3 separate regions of the Bombyx mori genome follow, and regions 1 and 2 are each linked to region 3. A link is a contact called in public Hi-C data. All regions are on one chromosome and are shown on one strand. Each heading gives the region's core, a stretch centred on a gene start, on an enhancer-like site or on the middle of the called end of the contact. The rest is flanking DNA. Distances are from core to core; before and after follow the strand shown. Region 1 holds the start of LOC101745827 (CLK4-associating serine/arginine rich protein). Region 2 holds the start of LOC101746855 (nuclear factor related to kappa-B-binding protein). Region 3 holds the start of LOC101735332 (N-alpha-acetyltransferase 38, NatC auxiliary subunit).

What was found. A called contact is a pair of places that touch in the nucleus more often than the background predicts.
Region 1: a contact with region 3 is called in a Hi-C map of whole pupa, with 2.5 times the contacts expected there. The contact joins the promoter of LOC101745827 here to the promoter of LOC101735332 in region 3. A contact is called at or near these places in 3 of 7 Hi-C or Micro-C datasets (middle silk gland, posterior silk gland and whole pupa).
Region 2: a Hi-C map of middle silk gland shows a contact between it and region 3, with 4 times the contacts expected there. The contact joins the promoter of LOC101746855 here to the promoter of LOC101735332 in region 3. A contact is called at or near these places in 2 of 7 Hi-C or Micro-C datasets (middle silk gland and posterior silk gland).

Annotation. Positions count from the first base shown.
Region 1 is chr18:6,649,866-6,654,240 of ASM3026992v2, forward strand. It overlaps LOC101745827 (CLK4-associating serine/arginine rich protein), which reads right to left and starts at 2,866. Exons shown (of 15, transcript XM_062673655.1): 1 at 2,731-2,866; 2 at 483-580; 3 at 1-174. The coding sequence starts at 2,757. LOC101745966 reads left to right here and starts at 3,413. Exons shown (of 5, transcript XM_062673657.1): 1 at 3,413-3,782.
Region 2 is chr18:8,351,562-8,355,837 of ASM3026992v2, forward strand. It overlaps LOC101746855 (nuclear factor related to kappa-B-binding protein), which reads right to left and starts at 2,453. Exons shown (of 21, transcript XM_012692161.4): 1 at 1,683-2,453; 2 at 1,318-1,608; 3 at 860-976; 4 at 241-602; 5 at 37-161. The coding sequence starts at 2,114. LOC101737641 (serine/threonine-protein phosphatase PP1-beta catalytic subunit) reads left to right here and starts at 3,918. Exons shown (of 7, transcript XM_038017227.2): 1 at 3,918-4,233. The coding sequence starts at 4,185. It overlaps LOC134200571 (a long non-coding RNA gene), which reads right to left. Exons shown (of 2, transcript XR_009975542.1): 2 at 4,148-4,276.
Region 3 is chr18:7,603,439-7,608,378 of ASM3026992v2, forward strand. It overlaps LOC101735332 (N-alpha-acetyltransferase 38, NatC auxiliary subunit), which reads left to right and starts at 2,739. Exons shown (of 3, transcript XM_062673686.1): 1 at 2,739-3,364; 2 at 3,859-3,988. The coding sequence starts at 3,323. It overlaps LOC101746991 (nucleic acid dioxygenase ALKBH1), which reads right to left and starts at 1,970. Exons shown (of 4, transcript XM_004928199.5): 1 at 1,107-1,970; 2 at 1-265. The coding sequence starts at 1,220. LOC101745429 (methylenetetrahydrofolate reductase (NADPH)) reads right to left here. Exons shown (of 7, transcript XM_062673676.1): 7 at 4,860-4,940. The coding sequence ends at 4,891.

The DNA of each region.
Region 1 (4,375 bases), core at 1,616-4,115, 950 kb before region 3:
CCTAGAAAAACATTTTGTGCAAGAATCCTATAACGCTCATAATTGCATTGTCTTTCTTCTGAACTTAAATCCTCTGGAGGCACATAGGGATATTTAATTTCTGGTATGCAGTCTAAATGAGCTCTCACATCAAATCTATCAATCATATTGCTCGGGTCACCTTGCCATGGCATCCTAAAAAAAGTTAATTGTTTCAAATAAAATCTCAAAATTACAAATTAAATTGATTAATGTTCTATTCTATACAGTGAGAAAGTCAGCACTGTAACATCTTAAGAACTAGTTTTTTTTATGTTTTATAATATATCACATACTTCCCCACAGTAAAGAATCAACAATAAAAAAGACCTAACAATACTATTTTTCTACAAACTTACAAAACATTTTTATATATTTGTTATTTATATATTGTTATTTATATAACAATAAATTGTCTAGCAAGAAACCAATAAGTTATTCATATAAATATGTACAGTACTAACATTATAGCTGGACCTTCTCCAGCAGCAGCAATTGTAGGATCCAAATGTATTTTACATGGCCTTCCATGTAGCTGTAAAAACTGTGTTGGCTCTGCTTTCTAAAACATAGTGTGTAATGTACTAGTTTAATATGTTTAAACCTAAAAAAACTTGTTGTGCCATGTAAGGCATGGCATTGGTTGTCAGCTCTGCGGCTTTTAGAACCTATTCTTCAAAGCAATTATATTGCATTTTGACATACATTGTTCATCAACTTTATTCAACAATGAACGTGGAAGCGGCGCTTTTAGCTTCTTAACCATGTTCTCGCCTAGCGTGAAACAAAACCTATTCGTTTTAAAAAACTTGAAGGATAGAAGGTGCCGTTTTTGCAATATAAAAGACTTACAACGACAACAATTTAAATGATATTTGCGTGATTATATGATTCAACAATTCATTCTTGGAGATTGTCTTACGATTTTTTCGTAGAAATCCTTACGCCGCTCAGCTCTCCTACGATAATCCACGATCATTCCACGTATCATACGCTCTTGTTTTCTTGCCTCGTGCCACATAATCACCGATTAATAGTGTCATTAATAAATGTGACGATTACATATATTTCATATTAACAAGTTTCTGTATTACTTCTAAAAGTTATAATATATTTTTTATTTTAAAAACCACAACAACTTTAGAGGTAGGTACCGATGCACATACGTAAGTCTCAAATATTAAGTGTTCGATTATAGTGAATAATCTATGGTTTAATCTGTGTACGTCACTGAAGTAGGAAACCAGGTCTATGGTGAGGTGAATGAAGTTAGCCCCTCAAAAAAAATTTTTTTTCCTGTTTTCTACTTATTTTCTATTAATTCGTTTGTTCATCATTTGTTCTTGATTGTTCACTGTTAATAATTGTTTGTTCCCCATTTATTAATTTAAAAAAAAATATTAAAAATATATCTACAAGTTAGCCCCTCGATTGCAATTTTTAATATTTTTTCGTCCTTAATTACTCGTAAATATTCATTTTCGATTGTTCTTATATAAAATACGTTTGTTCTCTTTCGAAATTACTCATTTTTTGTTTAATTAACTATTTGTATTAGTTGAATAAATGTATACAAAATATGTGTACTGCGCATGCCATAAGTGTATAATCTATGGCGCATGCGTCAACTATAATGCCTAAACTTTCTACGCGGTTTTAATCGTGAAAAAAAAGCAATTATAAATCCTGAAGAATCAATTAATTGGTATACAGTTTAATTAAAAAAATAAAAAAATAAAATAATGTGCATTCGCGTAATGTTAGACCAAATACATTTTTTCCATCCTCCTATATACCTATCGCTATGAAGGTATAAAAAAGATAGGTTAAGAGTTCACGTAATATAAACAAATAAGTAAATATGTTCATTATTTATCTTTCAAGAGATAATGTAGGTATACATTATAATAACATTTTGACACAGTCGAAATTATATTCCTAACATTAGTAAAATAACATTTTAATATTTTTTTTATAGGTTATGTATTGAAATTGTTGGAAAATTATTTCATGTTTTAGCTGGAAAACGACATGGAGAATTATATGCAATACAAGATAATGAGCTCCATCAAATGAATTCGAATGAAACCAAACTGTTTACCATCCAAATTCGATTGTCGGGCAGATAGAAAACGAAAATTCACTCATAGTGAACCTCGGCCTTCATTTGTGAAACGGCAAAGACTCACTATTATCAAGGAAATTGAAGAGACGACTAAAAATGAGATGTATCGTATTATTATACCTTTGCCATCTTGTAGTCAAGGTAGGTGTAACTGTCAATAATTCGTTACACTCACAGATCTCCTAATCAAATAACAATATCAGAAAAAATGAGAATAGTTAGTTAGTTAGTGGAAGTAGCCAAAATGGGCAAGTGGACCTCAGTTCCTATTACATAAGGTACTAGGAAGTTTGTGATAATGAAAATTTATCACAGTGTAATATCACTTACTTACTCTAACAGTGAAGGAAAACATTGTGATGAAACCTGCACACGTAAATGTTCTTAGGATTTTCTTAGGTGTGTAATCCACCAACCAGCACTAGGCCAGCATGGTGGACTAAGGCCTAAAAACCCTCTCAATGGTAGTGAAGGCCAGTGTCCAGCAAGGGGATATATTATATGGGCTGATAATGATGACTAGGAAGTTAAATACTACTACTACTACTACGACAGTACACATATAATCCTATAATATATTTACAAACCATAAGTTTGTTGGAAATTGCTAACATTATTTCATATTTCCAGATGTCCAGCCACTTGAAAATAGGTGTAGTAATGACAAAGCTATCCAAGTAGCTCCAGCACAGGAACACAAAGGCAAGGCAATTGTGTATTGCCACATCACCCCTTAATATATCTGAAGCAAGTATAAGTAAACAATCAGAACCAGCAAAAAAAAAACTGTTGTTCCTGAGGACAAATTTGACAGTGATGAGTCAAATGCACTAGCAACAGAAGGATCAACTGTTGACTACAATAAATAACTACAATAAATAATTAATTGTAACTACAATAAATAATTAATAATCTAAAAACCAACATTTTCGTACTATGGAAAATAGGTTGTCCCATTGAGACCGCAATGATTTTGAACTCATTTATTTCATTACATTCTAAGAAACTGAATATATGTTAGTCTTAAACCACTACTTGGAATATTTGAATACATGTTTTATTTAGTATATTATGGTGAAATACGTCGTAAGTTAATCAGTTTTCGGAAAATAATATTGTCCCTAATAAAATTATAAAATGGAATTCCGATTTTGCTACCGATTTGCATGTCGAAAGATTTTTTAAACTAGGTAATTTAGTTAGTGTTTTTTTCTTTTGGCAGCACTATTGATGACATTTCACATCGCCATTTTGTTATGATGTCATATCGGTAATCGGTGGCGACAACAGCCGCGACATAACGTTGTCCTCTGCATTGTGGCGATTGTGGCGAGTGTGGATTTTGTTACCCTGTGTGAAGATAAGTTCAAGATACTTAATATTCTATTAAAATTAATGAATAGTTAATTTTATGGACTACAATTTGATATAAAATACCGTTTTAACTATTGAGTTTAAAAAAATTAGTATTTTATTGAAATTCTTACCCGTCCTTTCGTTACTTCTGTTTTTATTACTTTTGCGTGGTAACGTATAACCGGAACGAGAAGTAACAAAAAAGGAGTTTTTAAACCTAAGTACACATCTGACAAAGTTGCCATACTAGTATATAATGAAGACCCAACTGATTCATTAGAAGGTATAAGTTTTGTTTCCTTAATGAATGTTTTGTTTTTGGCATAATATTCGCAATAAATTTTTAATTTTTGTTTTGATTTTTACTTATTTTATTTTCATTTTTTGATATTATCAAGTATGTGTATGCTAAGCCTTACATTTCCAATTTTGTTACCCAAGCTTCTTGTTTTGTTACTGTCCCAAAGTTATGCTGATAATTATGATAAATATTTCTTTTTCTTTAAATTGAAACGCTATAATCAGTCATTTAAAAGAACTTCATGATAAATAAAATAGTAAATATAGCATCCTTCTTTTTCTATCTTATAGGAAAACTAAACATTTTGATTGGAAAGTATTCAAATGGTAACAAAAAATACTCCGTACTGCTAAAACAATTTAATTTATTATATTTTTCGCAATTTTAACTTTTCAAGATGTTGTTTAATCTATGATCTAATAGAAAAACATAAATTTATAATACAGTCTGCGTCTTTCTTCAGGAGGAAATCGCCGCACTTCCGCCCTTCACTGGGGTTGGCGGGCGGGGTATGTCAGTGTTGAACTGACTAAAACCTCTTGTCGCTCAACAACCAACATCCAAATCTTGTATGA
Region 2 (4,276 bases), core at 1,203-3,702, 750 kb after region 3:
GTTTATTTTTAGATTAAACCACTTTATTAGTCTTACCTATGCCATCCAAGTCTTCAAGTTTAATGGGAATTGGTTGATCAATTTTAGAAATATTTGAAATGGGCATGGAATCTGGTGGTTCTTGCTTTATTAATGCATCAAACTGATCATCATAATTTGGTCTGAAAGTGCAACAACGTTTTATTTTATCTTTAGTAAGCTTTTCACCAATTTTGGTAAAAAAAATTATTTAAGACTCACTCTGCTCCTATTTCCTGTTTGATTTCAACTTGTTCCATGTGTTTCTTCATTTGCTTAGGACTCATCACATTTTCTAAAAATGAGCTTTCAGAGTCACTACCTTCTTTTTCAACTTTGATTTTTATGTTTTGAAGCAAAGGTTTGATGTCAGGATTCTCAGTTTCTTCTTTGCATTTCTTTGATATTTTATTCTCCAGCATTTTTTTTACTACTGCATCTTTTTTAGGAGCTTTTTTAATTTTTTGGATTGGAGATGCAATCTTTGGTCCTCCAAACATTAGTTTTTTTGCACCATTTACAAGTGCCACTCGTTGTTTTATATCTTCTAATGTTATTCCATTTATGTTTAACTCTGGATGGTTCTAAAACAATATTTAAATGTCCACCAATCAATTTGAATTTCTTGCTACAACTTGAACTAATTATTTAACAAATAAATGTAAAAAAAGTATGTTAATAAAAAAATAGTACATCATATTATTATATAAAAATAATTTAAGTATTCACAAATGCAGTCAAACAAGGAAAAGAAAAAATTAAGTAAAACCAACCTTTAATAGGCAGTCATTAATTGTTAATTAAATTTATTTTTAGTATGGAAATGTACATTTAGACTTACTTCTCTATACTGTCTTCTTGATCTGTGTGCCATTAGGACATTTTTCAAACATTCAAGTGACGTTGGAAGTGTTTGTTCAGAACCAGCAAGAGTACCAGAAATATTCCCATCAGCATTCTAAGTATATAAAGTATAAAACATTCACATTTAAATATCTATTCTTAACTATAAATGAGAAAATTATGCAAAACAAGTCATTAATATATATTTTTTAACTAATCTAATAATTCTCAGAAATTTTCAGACAATAGTTAAATAAAGCTTTGATTAATCTAATACATGATCTTCCCCTTCTCAAGAGAGTTTAAATATTGCAGAGCTTTATACAATTAAGAAAAAAATAAATTGAATGTATAAATAGCCATTAAATTTACTGCTATTTTTATCTCAATTTAGCAACAATTATTTTGTCATAAACAATATTATTTTGATTAATATAGAAGCTTGACTTGACTTACTGTAACATTATTTCCTTTCTTTTTCTTTACAAACTGTTCTGGAGGTCCATCAGGGTAGTTCTCATCATCAGACTCATCACCCCCTACTTCACTTCTAATAGCTGCAAGCTCTTCAAAATATCTTTGCTTGGCTCTCAAGTACAACGGTTTGAAATTATTTTTTGATGATGATTTTGGCGGCAATGAAGGAATTCTAGGTGCTGGGCCAGGTGGAGCTGCTTTAACTGCTGCTAATAACCTCTCTCGTGATAGCAAAACTTCAGGTAATAACTTGGCATAATAAGATTTTATCTGAAATTGAACACATTAATATGAATTGACATATTCGTCTATTTTTGTTTTATATTACTTTAAGTATCGATTACCCTATGCCTCTGCTGTTTAGCCCTTGCTTTTTTAAGAAATTTCTTCATTTTGGCTATATCAGGTCTGTAATTTCCCTGCCTTAAATTATTATAGAAAGTGCTGAAAGGTGATTGGAAATGAAAAGGTTCATGATGAAAAAGCATTTCTATAGTTTTTGTTGTTTCCTCTTCTTGATTTTCCGTGAATTTTGGTAAAAATTTCATTAAATGTTCTTTGTGTTTTTCATCTAAAGATTCCCAAGTTTTCGTAGAAAAAAACTCTTTGAATAGTGAATAGTCTTCGCATAGTTCCTGAGGTAGCTCCAAACTATGTCCTAGAATCCGTACCGGCTCCATCTCTTCTTCATCGCCCTCAGAACTCCCGCTGGAAGTATCAGTAGAGCTACTGCTCTCTCCACTATAGCTATGATCAGTTTCCATCTTGTCATCCATCTCGTATCCAGGGTGATCAAATTATATCCAACCTTGATCCGATGTCTCGGCTTTTCACATACTCAAATGTAGATTTTCAATCATATTCACTGTATTATCGCGTTGTTTTGTAAGTGTTGTTTACGAAATTTCCGAGCTATGGCAAAACAAAATCGAGTAGAGAGCCATGAAGTTTTTTTAAATAGCCGTCAAGTCTTGTCTAAAATAAAATAGAACGCACACGCCAAACTTCGGTGTTTCACACATACTATACGCCAGAACGGAACATTGCAATGAGAAAATAGCTTGACAATCAAGATCAGCGACATTTTGGCCGCAGAATGGAATTTAAAAATAAAACAAGTGTTGTCTTTGCCTAAAAGTCAAATTTAGTCGATGGCTCAAAACACAAAATATCAAAAAAAAATACAATGACCAAAAATAAAAATAAACTTGTCCACTTATTAATCTAAAAGTAGTTGTGAATTTGATTTCGATTAATTTTAGAGAAAATTAATGAAATTATAACACCTTTGTATCAGATTATATAGAATGAGCTTTCTACTACAGAACTAATAACTGTTTTTGCAACTTATACCGGTATGGCTGTCAATTGTAATATTTTAATAAATCTATTAAGCCTTCCAAAGCAGAGCAATATTCAAGTTTGTCTCAACATGCTAGTCCAAGCGCTGTGTACCATTCCAAACTCATTCCAAGCCCAGTTTGAAATACTCGGGAAACACTGTAGAGGCAAATTAAATATCGAGCCGAATGGTACGTGGAAAAAACATCTCTGGAAACGCAACGACTCCAAGTTCGATGGTTTTTAGAGTAGTAGTTTAAAAATATTATCGGATGAATACTTCATTTTAATGCTTAGAACAACTTTAGAAACGATGAGTAAAAAAGGTACTAATTGAATAATTCAGCTGATTTTACTTTATTTCAATTTGAAGCGAATAGAGCACGATTTACGAATGGGCACCGATAATGTTAAATTTCATGGAAAGTGATCTCTCGAGAGAATATACTTTAATGCACGCCAAAACACAATTAACATTAAAAAAGAATCAACAAGTAGATATATTTGTACATTATGCGACCTTATTACTAAAAGCGATCTGTTCTAGACAACCGATTTATTTACAGAAATTCTCAAAATATTAAGATACAGTATTGTATATGTTGCGGTGTACTATTAAGAATAGATTAATAAGGAAAAAAATACATTTTTTTTATTGCTTAGATAGGTGAACGAGCTCATTGCCCCACCCTTCAAACCGCAACGCATTACTGCTTTACGGCAGAAATAGGCAGTGCGGTGGTACCTATCCGTGCAGACTCACAAGTGGTCCTACCACCAGTAATTACGCAAATTATAATTTTGCGGGTTTGATTTTTATTACAGCGATGTTATTCCTTCACCGCGGAAGTCAATCGTGAACATTTGTTAAGTACGTATTTCATTAGAAAAACTGGTACCCGTCTGGAATTCGAACACCGTTGCATCGCTTCAACACGAATGCACCGGACGTCTTATCCCTTAGGCCACGACGACTTCAAACACAATACAATAAATAGTATATATGCTTAGACCGTTTACACAATATGAAATCACCATAATCACTTATATAGGTCCCAATATACTTTTATATATTAATTTACTTATATATACTTAATAAATCAACAGCATGGAAACGATAAGCAAACAAACACAGGAAAAAATTATACGTCTCACCTAGGAACCCAAAACGTTCTTGCAGATATGTATATTTCCAACCAAACCGATTAAAAACCAAATACGAATCATTTTGCAGTACTTGGAATGTACCTGAAACTTACTCAAATGCTATTTTATTTTAACGTTTTGTGTCTACCAATGGACATTTTTTAAGTTAAGTAACTATCCATGAAACACAATAAATGAGAAGCGACGATAAAAACCATTTTAAACATAAAATTGTTCTCCTATTTACTTCTTTACAAGTTCTGCGTATTATGAAGAGTAATTCTAACCACAAACAATAAGAGCAAACAGGAAGAAAAAAACATTTGACTTTTTGACATAAATTTATTCGTGTAGTAAATATGGCTGACGAACTAAATGTTGACAGTCTAATTCACAGACTTTTGGAAGGTAAAATGCAATTTGTTACGATTTTGTGAGCCTCTCTTAACTA
Region 3 (4,940 bases), core at 1,489-3,988:
TACTTTTGTGACATTCTCTCCACCAGTCATCTAAATTATCAATTTCTATATCAATATTTATTTTATTCGGTTTCTTTGGATATCTTTCCAAGCATCTTTTGATCCAATATCTTTGACCAGATCCAGTGAATGGATTCCTTATTAACATTAAACCAGGGTGCTGAACAAAACTGTAAGTTTTCCATTTGTTTTTGTTTATCAAACCTAAGCACTGTGTAAGATTGTCTTCACATTTATAATTTGTATTGCATTCTAAAAGTTTCACCTGAAAAATAAATGCCAAAGTTTAAATTATGCTAATGTTATCATTGGCCACTAAATACTACAATCAATAATATTAAATTGAACATGTGTCGAAAATATAATTTAAACTGGTGAGCAAAATTAGGGGTAAAATTCAACATTCAACATTTCACATCTTTCTCAAAAGTGGATGAATTTATTTATTTTTTGGCTATACGTGTACTTATACATACAATATACATTGGGATGATCTTGTTTCACTCGTAAAATATGTGTCCTAGATGTCTAAAAGCAACTGCAATAATGGGTAGCTTCATTTTGCCTTCAAAGGCTTTGTGGGCATAGATGTCCGGTAACTACATTCCCGATATCCTGCGGACCAAATGGTATACAGTCAACTTTGCCCAAAATACGTCATTGCAGATCCTCCTGATCTACTAAAGGTCCTTTTTGGTACCCCAGGTACTGGTCATCATTCTTGTCGAATCCATCGCTTGCGACGAAGAGCTCGGCCAGTAAATTAACGCACAGACACAGCCCACTGAGTTTCTTGGCCTGATCTTCTCAGTGGGTCGCATTTCCAATCCAGTGGTAGAATCTGCGAAGCACTGCTCTTTTTAGGGCTAGTATTAGCAAATCTTCTCAGGTTGAGCTCGTAAGCTCAGCTACTCGTCCGGACGTAACTGGAATAGCCTCTTAGGCCTCCAGCAAAGGTTAGAGGTTAGCTCTAGGGTCATTATACAGTGGAAACAAATACTTTTGTATAGAGGCGTGTAGAGTGGTGTGTACAGAATAGTGTTGTAATGACTAAACGCCGTTCCCTTTTAGTTAATTTGTTAAAAGGGATTTGGTAATTTACCTACCTCTGAAGTTGTAATATCCACAGATATGACACTATTGAGAGATGGTTGTGGTTTATTAGATTTAAAATATTTAAATTGCTTCATAAACAAATCTACGCCTGTACTCTGAGACATAATAATTAAATCATAACATACAGTATGTATGTACTTTTCGGAATTTATGCAATAACAATAAAACTATCTTTACTAAGAAGTTGAAGAGCTGTCAGTAGTACTTTTATTTTTCCAAATGGAAAGGCAAAGGCATCATACCATACAGCCAAATTTTTTGTATATTTTTTTATTTTATTTTATGAAATATGATGTTATGAAATGAAATGAAGTTGATTAATATGAAACATGGCATGAAATTAAATAAGATGAGATTTTCGGTAGGCAGCGGCTTGGCTTTGCCCCTGGCATTGCTGAAGTCCATGGGCGACGGTAACCACTCACCATCAGGTAGGCCGTATCAGCCGTATGCTCGTCTGCCTATAAGGGCAATACAAAAAAAAGAAAAGAAAGATGATATAATATGGGATATTTTTATGGAAGATGATAATATGAAGTGAAATGAAATGAAGATGATTAATTTGAGACATTAATCAACTGGGATGAAATTAAATGAAATGAGATGAGATGATATGGGATGAAATATAATCTCAGTAAAATAGTGGTCGTTTACTGAGATTTTTTCAGTGGACTTTTTGAAGGATCCCGAGAAGTTAGGTCCAGCGGCTTTGTTTCATTTTCCCACATTTGTGCACTTTCAAATGTATTTAACTGTTAATAAACCACCGTTATTACACATTTAAACCTGAAGAAACACTAAATAGAAAAAATAAAACAAATCACACAACTTCACTCCTCGCGTTCCCGCCAAAAAATCCTTGAAGAGCTGTCATGACAAATAACAATAAAAGCATAATTTATTGACGGGTTTTTATGACCTGGTAACTAAGACCAAGTTTAGGACAAGTCTTATTTTAATTTTAACGAAAACTTTTTTATATGAATAATGATATTATGAAATGAAATGAATTTGATTAATATGAAACATGGCATGAAATGAAATGAAATGAAAACGAAATGAAATGAAATGAAATGAGATGATAATGAAACTGCACAAATGAGGGAAAATTAAACGCTCGAAGTTGTTGACGAGTTTATCTGGGACACACTGTCCAGCTAAGTAAGTCCAACTTCGAAAAAGAGGTCAACCGTCGAATCCAGCTCGCATGGAAAGCGTTCGGGAAGCTACGTAAAATCTTCTCATCACAAATACCACAGTGTCTCAAGACGAAAGTCTTTGACCAGTGTGCGTTACCAGTGATGACATATGGCACTGAGACGTAGACGCTCACAATGGGCCTTATGAGAAGAATCAAAGTCACCCAAAGAGCAATAGAGAGGGCTATGCTCGGAGTTTCCCTGCGAGATCAAATCAGAAATGAGGAGATTCGCAAGAAAACCATGGTAACCGATTAGCCCAAAGGATTGCGACATTGAAGTGGCAGTGGGCAGGACACATTGCTCATAGAACGGATGGCCGTTGGGGCCAGAAAGTTCTTGAGTGGCGACCGCGTACCGGAAGACATAGCGTGGGTAGGCCTCCAACAAGATGGACCGACGACGTATTGAGGTTCGCGGGGATCCGCTGGCAGGCAGCGCAGGACCGGTCTTTGTGGCGAGGCTTGGGGGAGGCCTATGTCCAGCAGTGGACGTCTGTGGGCTGTTATGAAGAACAAGAAGTTATTTCATCCCATATCATCTCATCTCATTTCATCCCATTTAATTAATGTCTCAAATTAATCATTTTCATTTCATTTCGTTTTCATTTCATTTCATGCCATGTTTCATATTAATCAACTTCATTTCATAATATCATTTTTCATTTAAAAAGTTTTCATTAAAATTAAAATAAGACTTGACTTAAAGATCTTAGTTACCAGGTCATAAAATCCCCTAACTTAGAGAATTACATTTGAGAGTTCAAACCACTGAAATAAGAAACCTTGAAACCTAAGGTCTATGGTTCAAAAAAAATATTTGATTTTGATTTGGTCAAATTAAGTTTTACATGACAGATAAAAATGCTTTGTGTGTAACCTAGGTTTCCTACTTCAATGGTGTAACCATGTACCTGGCTACAAAATAATGCCGTATAAAAATACTTCCAGACTTTAGCAAGAAACTCGTTTATTGTTCAGGGATAAAGATTTGAACAAGCTAAGGAAATGAGTAATGAAGGCAATAAAACGACTTCGGAAGCACCTCAGGTATGATAAAAATAAACTCACGTCTACAAATAAAATATACATAATATTTAGGTTAGCATCGAAAGTGAATAAGACTTCTTTTAAAAGAATAATATTGTATGTAGACAAGCCAATTATATATTTGCTAAATTTCGCCTCCCTTCATTAATTAATTTTACGTACATGACTTTTGATTCAGGCTTTTTTAACATTAATACAAGTTATATTCCTATTTGGCCTTCCAGGAAAAATCATTTAAATTATTGATGTTTACACATTGACATAATCATAAATTCTAGATATTTAGATAGTTCATAATTAAATGTAATTGACTGAGTAACGCTAGATTTAGGTATCAAAGTAATGCTTGATCTCTTATTTCCCATGAAATATAATTAAGGATGAACAAGAGATATAAAAATAATTCCTTTTAAATATTTTTTGTTATTTCAAACCTGTACATAGACATAATGGATTAGATAGTACCTACTACTTTTAATAATTGTATACTTCAGGTGGTGGAGGAAGAAGGAAAGGCAAAACTTAGAAAATGGTTAAATATGAAATTTAGAATTGAAATGACCGATGGCAGAGTTCTGATAGGAGTGTTCCTGTGTACAGATAGAGATGCAAATGTAATTTTAGGTATGGATTAAATACTTTTATAGAGCTCTTGTAGGTTGAGTATACAATCTTGTAAAAATTATTGAATTCACATATTATATCACAAGTGTGTAGGTTTACCAATAGTATATCATGTGCTTATATGAGTCGTCTATTATCAAAGGTAGCAATCTGTGCATTTGGACAAAAAAATTTTATTGATATTTCAATACAGATTGATTTGAATATAATCGTCTCCTTCAAAGAATACGGTTCAAAACCTGCATTAAATAAAGGTTAATACTTAACCTGTTATTTATCTAAGATGTCGTTCAGAAGAGTTTTGTGACTGCCAATGGAATACAAAGTCAATAATTCGTTTTTCTGATTTACCAATAATTATCCAAAAGTCACATTGCCGGCTTTGATAATAGTCGACTCATATATAGTATGGTTGACAAAAATCACACAAACAAATATTATACATTTAAAGCCCCAAGCTAGTGTTCGTGTGTTATGAGCACAAAAATGCCAGAACCTAAATAATAAATAATTATCCTTATAGGTAATGGTATAAGACAAACATTGAAAGCAGTAGTGAAATTAGCTGATTATCAACATATTATCCTTTTGTCTGTAGCTAATAAATGTATAGGCTCAAGTTGTACCAATCAATTTTTATGATTGGTGAAATACCTAATTTTGTTACATATAAATTGTATTTTAGGTGCTTGCTCAGAGTACTTGAAAAATAATGAGGGAGAAACTGAAGAACCCAGAGTATTAGGTCTAGTCATGGTTCCTGGAAGACACATTGTGTCAATACAAATTGATGATACAACACCATCTCAAACATACTATTATGATGAATATCTAATTAAATAAATGTTATTATAATTGAGTGCAAATAACATTTTTTCTTTATCTCATATACTTTATTTAGGTTAATCAGAGTTCTTCAAACTTTCCAAAAGTTGCTGCAAAACATCTACTT